Regions from separate parts of the Sus scrofa genome. Here region 2 is linked to region 1. Evidence: chromatin contacts called from public Hi-C data. All regions are on one chromosome and are shown on one strand. Each heading gives the region's core, a stretch centred on a gene start, on an enhancer-like site or on the middle of the called end of the contact. The rest is flanking DNA. Distances are from core to core; before and after follow the strand shown. Region 1 holds the start of GAN (gigaxonin). Region 2 overlaps PKD1L2 (polycystic kidney disease protein 1-like 2).

Evidence for each region. Hi-C and Micro-C count contacts between places; a contact is called where the count stands out from the background.
Region 2: a contact with region 1 is called in a Hi-C map of liver, with 4 times the contacts expected there. The contact joins the enhancer-like site here to the promoter of GAN in region 1. A contact is called at or near these places in 2 of 5 promoter capture datasets (fetal liver and liver) and 4 of 47 Hi-C or Micro-C datasets (brain, embryonic fibroblasts, fibroblasts and 1 more).

Annotation. Positions count from the first base shown.
Region 1 is chr6:6,987,721-6,991,189 of Sscrofa11.1, reverse strand. It overlaps GAN (gigaxonin), which reads left to right and starts at 1,520. Exons shown (of 11, transcript XM_003126840.6): 1 at 1,520-1,877. The coding sequence starts at 1,711.
Region 2 is chr6:7,079,990-7,083,458 of Sscrofa11.1, reverse strand. PKD1L2 (polycystic kidney disease protein 1-like 2) reads right to left here. Exons shown (of 44, transcript XM_021096997.1): 5 at 3,129-3,276. Among named protein-coding and RNA genes, the nearest start is that of PKD1L2, 17 kb to the right of the region's middle. Within about 2 kb of position 1,763, at least 2 of the 83 cell types and tissues checked have an H3K27ac peak or open chromatin away from gene starts, as enhancers often do. A contact at or near this core is called in fetal liver and liver, where this site is marked.

The sequences.
Region 1 (3,469 bases), core at 271-2,770:
ACACACACACACACACACACACACTAGTACAATGAATCTCCAGGTACCCAGGACCTGGCTTTAACAAGTAGAAACTACTTTGATTCATTTATATCACCACCCACTTCCCTTGTCCCTTCGTTTTGAAGCCAATCCTAGATGTTTTTTTGTTTTTTTTTTTTTATCATTTCATCCATAAACACTGGGCTGTATTACCTGGACCTTCCACTAGTAACATCATTCTCCCAATCTATTCTTTTGCCAGTGACTCCACCAGAGTTACATACTCTGATTGTTGCCAGTAACTCCAAAGCCTTGGCTCGCTCAGGGTAAAGATCCAGGACTTTATTGGCGCTTCTGAGTTGGCAGAAGGAAAACACTGAGGTGATCCAGTGAAAATCTCACATGGCCTTCTCTAGAATGCTGGACATAGTCTTCTGGTCCTTGGCCCTCCTAAAACAGCTAAGTCTTCAGAAGCTTGTGGAGCAGCTAATGTCTGTACAAAATGGGGGCTACAATCCACATTCCCATGTACCCTTAGCAACGTTCCAGGAAATGTCAGACAACCTGCAAGCCAACCTGACCTGGAGGTGCTTGATCCAAAGTCAGCACCTTGATCTTCACTGGGTGGGGAGCCTGGATGTATATGAACATCTGGCCTTGCTACCTTCCACTCCTTCAGCGTTTCTATGTCCCTCTGCAACGTACTAACATCATGCAGTTACTCAACCCAGAACATTATGCTGGTCCCCTTCTGCCTGTTCTTTTAAAGCCATCCACTACTGTCCACCTCTATCATCACCATTCCATCCAGGCCACCATTCCCTTCCCTCAAGTACAGCAACAGTTAAGCATATTTCTGCCTTTTGCAAACACTCCATCCCCACCCCCCCATTCTCCACGCAGCAGCTGACTGATCTTCATACAAACGCTCTGCTTAAAACCCTCTCGTGGTTCCTAACACCTACAGGGTCAAGACCAACCTCATGACAACTAAGGAGGCCCTGCGTGCTTCTTCATCTACATGTCCCCCCGGGTCTTGCCCGCAACTCAAACCCTCTTTTAAGGGCCCCCTTTCTCGAGTCTCTGTGCTCTTACCTGGGAAGCGCCTTTTCCCCTGTAAATAATAAAAGCTACACCTACTGCGCCCTCGCTTACTTGCGCTACCTCATAGGAGTCTGCAGCAACACTAAGAAATCGATTTCATGTTGCAGATGGACAAAGTGAGGATGGGCACCTTACCCAACGGTCACACAGCTAGTGAGTGGAAGAGCTCACACTCGGATTCAGACTCACCGCGCCAGAGGCCACGGGCTTAACCACAGAGTTACCCTGCCCGCGCACCCCTCCACCGCTGCAGGGATCTCTCCAACCCGTAGACTGCCCCTCATCACTGCGCCCTTCGTACACCAGCCGGTCCCGCGTAGCAACGAGGCTTCTGATTGGCCGCCTCCGGCGACGGCGGGCGCGAGGGAGGGCGCTAGGGCGCGGGGGCGTCGCGGAGAAATGACGCAACGCCGTGGCTCCTTAAAGGCGCCGGCCCTTCGCGCCGCGGATGGCGCAGGCGCGTTTCGGAGGCTCGCGCTTGTGCTCCGAGCGCTGAGAGCCGGGCCGGGCAGGCGGGCGCGCGCGGGCTGGGCAGACGGGACGCGCGCCGTAAGCGGGCCGCTGGAGGGGTCTAGTTGGGCGGTGTCAAGAGCCGGACCCACGAGCTGAGGAGTGGGCACCGCGATGGCCGAGGGCAGCGCCGTGTCCGACCCTCACCACGCCGCGCGCCTGCTGCGAGCGCTCAGCTCTTTCCGCGAGGAGTCCCGCTTCTGCGACGCGCACCTGGTCCTCGACGGGGAAGAGATTCCGGTGCAGAAGAACATCCTGGCAGCTGCCAGCCCGTACATCAGGTGAGGAGGGGGCCGGGCGGGGCCGCGCTGCCGGGATCCCAGGGGCGGGGCGAGTCGGGCGTGTCCCGGGAGCCCAAGGTCCCCACCCCCCAGCCGCTGGGGTCCCTCTGGTCACCGCTGAGCGCGGTGTCCCCCCAGGTAGACACCCCGGCCGGGCCTCACCCGTCGCCGCCCCCCAGGACAGCCCTTGTGGCCTTGGTCGCCCCCGGGCTGGGCCCATGCCCCCACCGGACCACTGCCCCTCTGGAGTTGAACCCTCACCACAATACCCCCATCCTCTCCCTTCAGGGTCCCACCACCTCGCGCTCACTCGGGCTTCCGAGCCCCGGAGGCCCCAGACCCGCACCCGCAAGTAGGGCGGGGCCGCACCGGGGAAGAGCCCGCCCCTTCGCCGGGGCCCAGCTCGCGGATCCCGGCTGAAGTTTGCCGGCCCGTCGTTCGCCTCCAAATCGACTCACAGTGGGCCGGGCCCGGCGCCGAGAACGCGGCCAGGGAGCGCCCCTCTCGCGGAGCCAAACAAACACCTCCCTTCGGGTGTGGGCAGAGGGAAAACGCTATTGGATTTCCTCCTTAGGATGGATGATCTGATCCCTCAAGGCCCAAGTTCTTCTCAAAAGTGACTTTTCCACTCCCTTGTGGGAAGTGTTTAAAAGGAAGGGTAGTGCGTTATAGACACACGTTAGACTAAGCTGTAGCACATTTTAAGGACTAGTTCTCAGGATGCTTACCCCCCGAGGACCACGAGCTTTTAGCGACATAGAGGAGGCGTTTTAAAACAAAGCTTAACCTGATTTGCTAGCTCAGCTGATGAGGTGAATTAAAGGTTGATAAGACACAGTGCACTTGCAATTGTATCCCATTTGGAAGGGGTCTGTTTTAGCAACTTTCTTGCAAACTGGGTCGGTCTTTTAATAAAAGGAAAAAAAACTGCTAAAAGCTATAGAAACTGCCCAGTAAGCTGGTTAAATATAGACTAATAGTAGAGAATGTCACTGAAATTGACAGGTCAGAAAAAGCAAAATGATGTGTACTGTATTCTTAGTGCTTTATCCTAGCAGAAATCCGACACACAAACTGCATTTTAACCTTTGCATTAGGAGACATTTGTGCCAACTCAGAAGCAATGCAAGCGCTCTGGTAACTTTCCTGGCTCTCCTTCTTAAATTCATTTGCACTCCTTGTGGATTTAATAATGGGTTTGGGGGGTGTCGCCGTTAGTGTGGAATTTAGATTGCCAACAGGACAAACGGCTCATAGCTGGCAGTTCAGAGCTGTGAGCAATCAACATAAAATTGAAATCAGCAGGCCAGAGTCTTCCCTGTATCCAGAGTATTCTTCCCTGTTGGGGGAATTGCTCAGGAAAACTACTTTAGATGCATTATTTCCCTTCTTTAAGTGGCATCCACTTGGCTTAAAAGAAAATCAAAAATCAAGTACAGGAGTTGCTGTCGTGGTGCAGCAGAAACAAATCCCACTAGGAAACATGAGGTTTTGGGTTCGATCCTCGGCTTCACTCAATGGGTTAAGGATCCGGCGTTGCCTTTGAGCTGTGGTGTAGGTCACAGACGTGGCTCGGATCCTGCGTTGCTGTG
Region 2 (3,469 bases), core at 514-3,013, 92 kb before region 1:
TTCATTGAGTAAAAATTAATTGAACTGTATCTTTTTGTGCACTTTTCTGTATACGTCTTATGCCTCGATAAAAGGTTTACACATTAGTTTGAACCTTTCTCACTTACCGATTTGTATACATTGCTTTGATACTTGACATGAATGAGATACAACCTAATGGGAAGGAAAGGTCCACTCTAGCCTCAGCTGTGCGGGGAAGTGATGCTGAATGAAGGCCCAAGAATGACGGCAACCCCCAAATCTGTCAGCAGATGGCGCTGAGTTACCCAGCACTGGACTTGGACAATATCACCTTATGCAAATTGTCCCTTAAGGCGCATAATATAATTTCAGAAATATAGAAATTTACTCACGGCAACAGAGAAATGAAACAACTTGCCATGCAAATGAACACAAGACATGGGAAGTGCAAGGCGAGATGGAGCTTTTAAAGGAGAAATCCGTTGATATTAAGCTGTTTCTGTTTGAGGTTGGATCCTATCCCATTATCTCATGTTATTTATCTAGGATGGAGGCGGAGGGTCCATTTGAAAATGCCCTCCTCTTAGCTTGAAGAAATATTAAGCAAAAGTAGGAGTCCATACAAACATATTTTAAAAAGCATGGTGATGTTCACAGAAAATACGTGACTTCCGTATACTTAAAATTCATGCCATTTTTGACCACGTAGATTGAGTGCTGAGGCTGCTAGTGCTGATAAGGAAGCATCAGAAGTGTATCTCCAATGGTACTAACAATGACAGAAGAAGGTGAGTGGATAGTTTCAAGGTCTATCAAATCTTTGAAGTAGACCAAACTGGGTTATTTGGTGGGATGATGGTGGAGCGTGTCACCAGCTATTTTCTTTTGAAAGAGGAAAACAATGCCAGTGGCTTTCACTTACGGTGAACGCCCAGAGGGATTGTGAATGTAAAGCGTGGTTTATTGCTCTTTCTCTTAGATTATGACAAACGTGCATCGCACGGAGAATTCCAAGGAGTAGTATGATAAACACCCTGGAACTTACCATCCAGAGCAGACAACTATTTGCATTTTGTCCCATGTGCTCCAGTTTTTAACTATGTTTGTTTATCACTGGAATGTCCTTGTGTAACTAAAGATCTTAGCAAGGCTACAGCCAGTCAATTTTGACTTTTGCCAAATGCAAGTTGTTTAAAATTCAGGGACTGAAAGATTGGGTAACTCAGCATTTCTTGTCAAATTGACGAAATGGCAGCAAAGGGGAAGAAACCTGCAGAACAGTGCCATGGGTACTGGTATCCCTTAAACTTTTTTTTTTCCCGACAGAGCATCTTCATATATAATTTCTCATTTTACTCTGTGCAACAGTTAAGACTGCCATCAATATAAATGTGACAGGGAAGGAAGCCGAAACTCAGGGATTCTTTCTGGTTTTATATCTGTGACTAGAACCCCAGCCCTTGTACCATTTAATTTGGTGGCATGGGACAATGCCTGAGGCCCCAGAGGATGCTGACTTTGAGATCCTGGCTCACATTTGGGCTGTGGACAGGGCTGGTCCTCTCTTTGTCCCAGCCTACCAAGGGCTTCCAGAAATGCCAGGTACCTCTGGGGCTGGATTCAGAACTTCTAGCCCCCACAGAGTAGAACCGGAGATGTTTTGGGATTAGGAGAGGGACTTATAGGCCTCCTTGATTTCCCTGGGGATCCATGTTGAACTGGGCCAGAACCTAAGGAGGATCTAGAACTGTCTGGGGCACCCCTCCAGCTGGGGTCACCCAGCAGGGCAGAATGGAGCTGGCCACAGGCCCAAGGAGGACTTTGAAATGTTACACATGTATTCAGCTGCCTTCAGGTTGGGGAGGTCATGTTCCCTGGAGGATGCAGGGCCCAGTGCCCTTGGGCCCCCGAAGCTGTGTGCTGTGCTCTCCACTGGGGCCTGAGAATCTGAGCTTTGATTCCGGGCCAGCCTAGCTTTCCTGGCTGTGCTATTCCAGGTGGCCCTGGCTTGCCTGGCTGAGCGGCCATTCACTAGCTGCATGGCTCAGACAGTGCTCTGGACTTGTCTAAGCCTCAACAGCTTTGTGAAACCAGATGATCATTATCTAGCTTGGCACCATCCAACAGAAACTGTGTGAACCACACGTGTCATTGTAAACTTTCTAATGGTCACATTGTAAAACGTTAGAAGAACAGGTGAAATTAATTTTAATAATTTATTTCTTTAGCTCAGTAGATCCAAAATACTCTCCTTTCAATGTATAGTCAATATCAAAACACCACTTAGCGAGATATTTTACATTCTTTGGTGGGGAGGGGCTAGTCTCAGCATCCCATGTGCGTTTCCATTTACAGCACATCTCAATGGAGAACAGCTGTATTCCAAGGGCCTAGAAGCTCATATGGTGAGTGACTATTATACTGGACAGCAGAGCTCTGGCTCAAGGGGTTGTTGTGAGGATTAAGTGAGATCATGTGTGAGTGTGGCTTGACTGGACGATTATTAATTATTATTATTATTATTATTATTTTCATTATCTTTTCCAACAAAAAATACTCCTACACCTAGGTGAATGTCTTCACCCTGTTACTGATATCTTGGATGGTGACTCGATGAAGATTCTACCAAAAGGACCCATCTCTCCCATAACATTCAAGTGACTTTCTTCACTGAGAAAACCTGTGAGCACCAGTTCCTCCCATTCCGGTACGTATGACCCTTTGTCCTGTGGCTCTGCCATTCCTCCATCAATAGGTGGACACTACTTCTCTACCTGTTCAGTTTGAGCTTGGCCACAGACCTTGCTTTGGCCAGTGGAACATTAGAAAATGTGATACAAGTCATGATTTAAGAACGCTTGCCCATTGGGCCTTGCTCTCGCTTGCTGCTGGAAATTTCTGCCTACATGCACATGAGCCTAGGCTAGCCTCTTGGGTGATGAGTGACACATGCCACTAGCCGACATCCAGATAACTGCCAGACATATGAATGAGGCCATCCTAGACCATCCAGTTGAGCTAGTCCAGACAAGAAAAGGCACCGAGCTGATCCAAAGAACCATGAGAAATAATAACTATTATTGTAAGTCACTAAGTTCGGGGATGAAAACTTATGCATTGAAAGCTGACTGATACATCCCGACTCAAGGCTCAGAGATTCCTCTTACCTGGGAGGATAGTAGGGGTCAAAAGTGTGGCCATCTCCCATATTGATGATACAGGACAGGTTTCCGATGTAAGGAGAGAGGAGCCATGTCAGGGAGACGGTGACGTTGTCAAAGGTGAAACTCTCATTGGACACCGTTAGATGCAGGCCTGCCGATCAAAACGCAGAATACCATTGGCCATCGCAAAGCAAGACTGCATGTTTAAAACCTGCTCTCTTCTATTTACTTGCCCTTTATTTTTAGTGGGATTTTTTTTTAATTTTTAAAATTTTATTTTTACTTTTTAAAGTTCTTTTCAATTTATTTTTCATTCTTAGGTAGTACATGACCAAGATATAGAA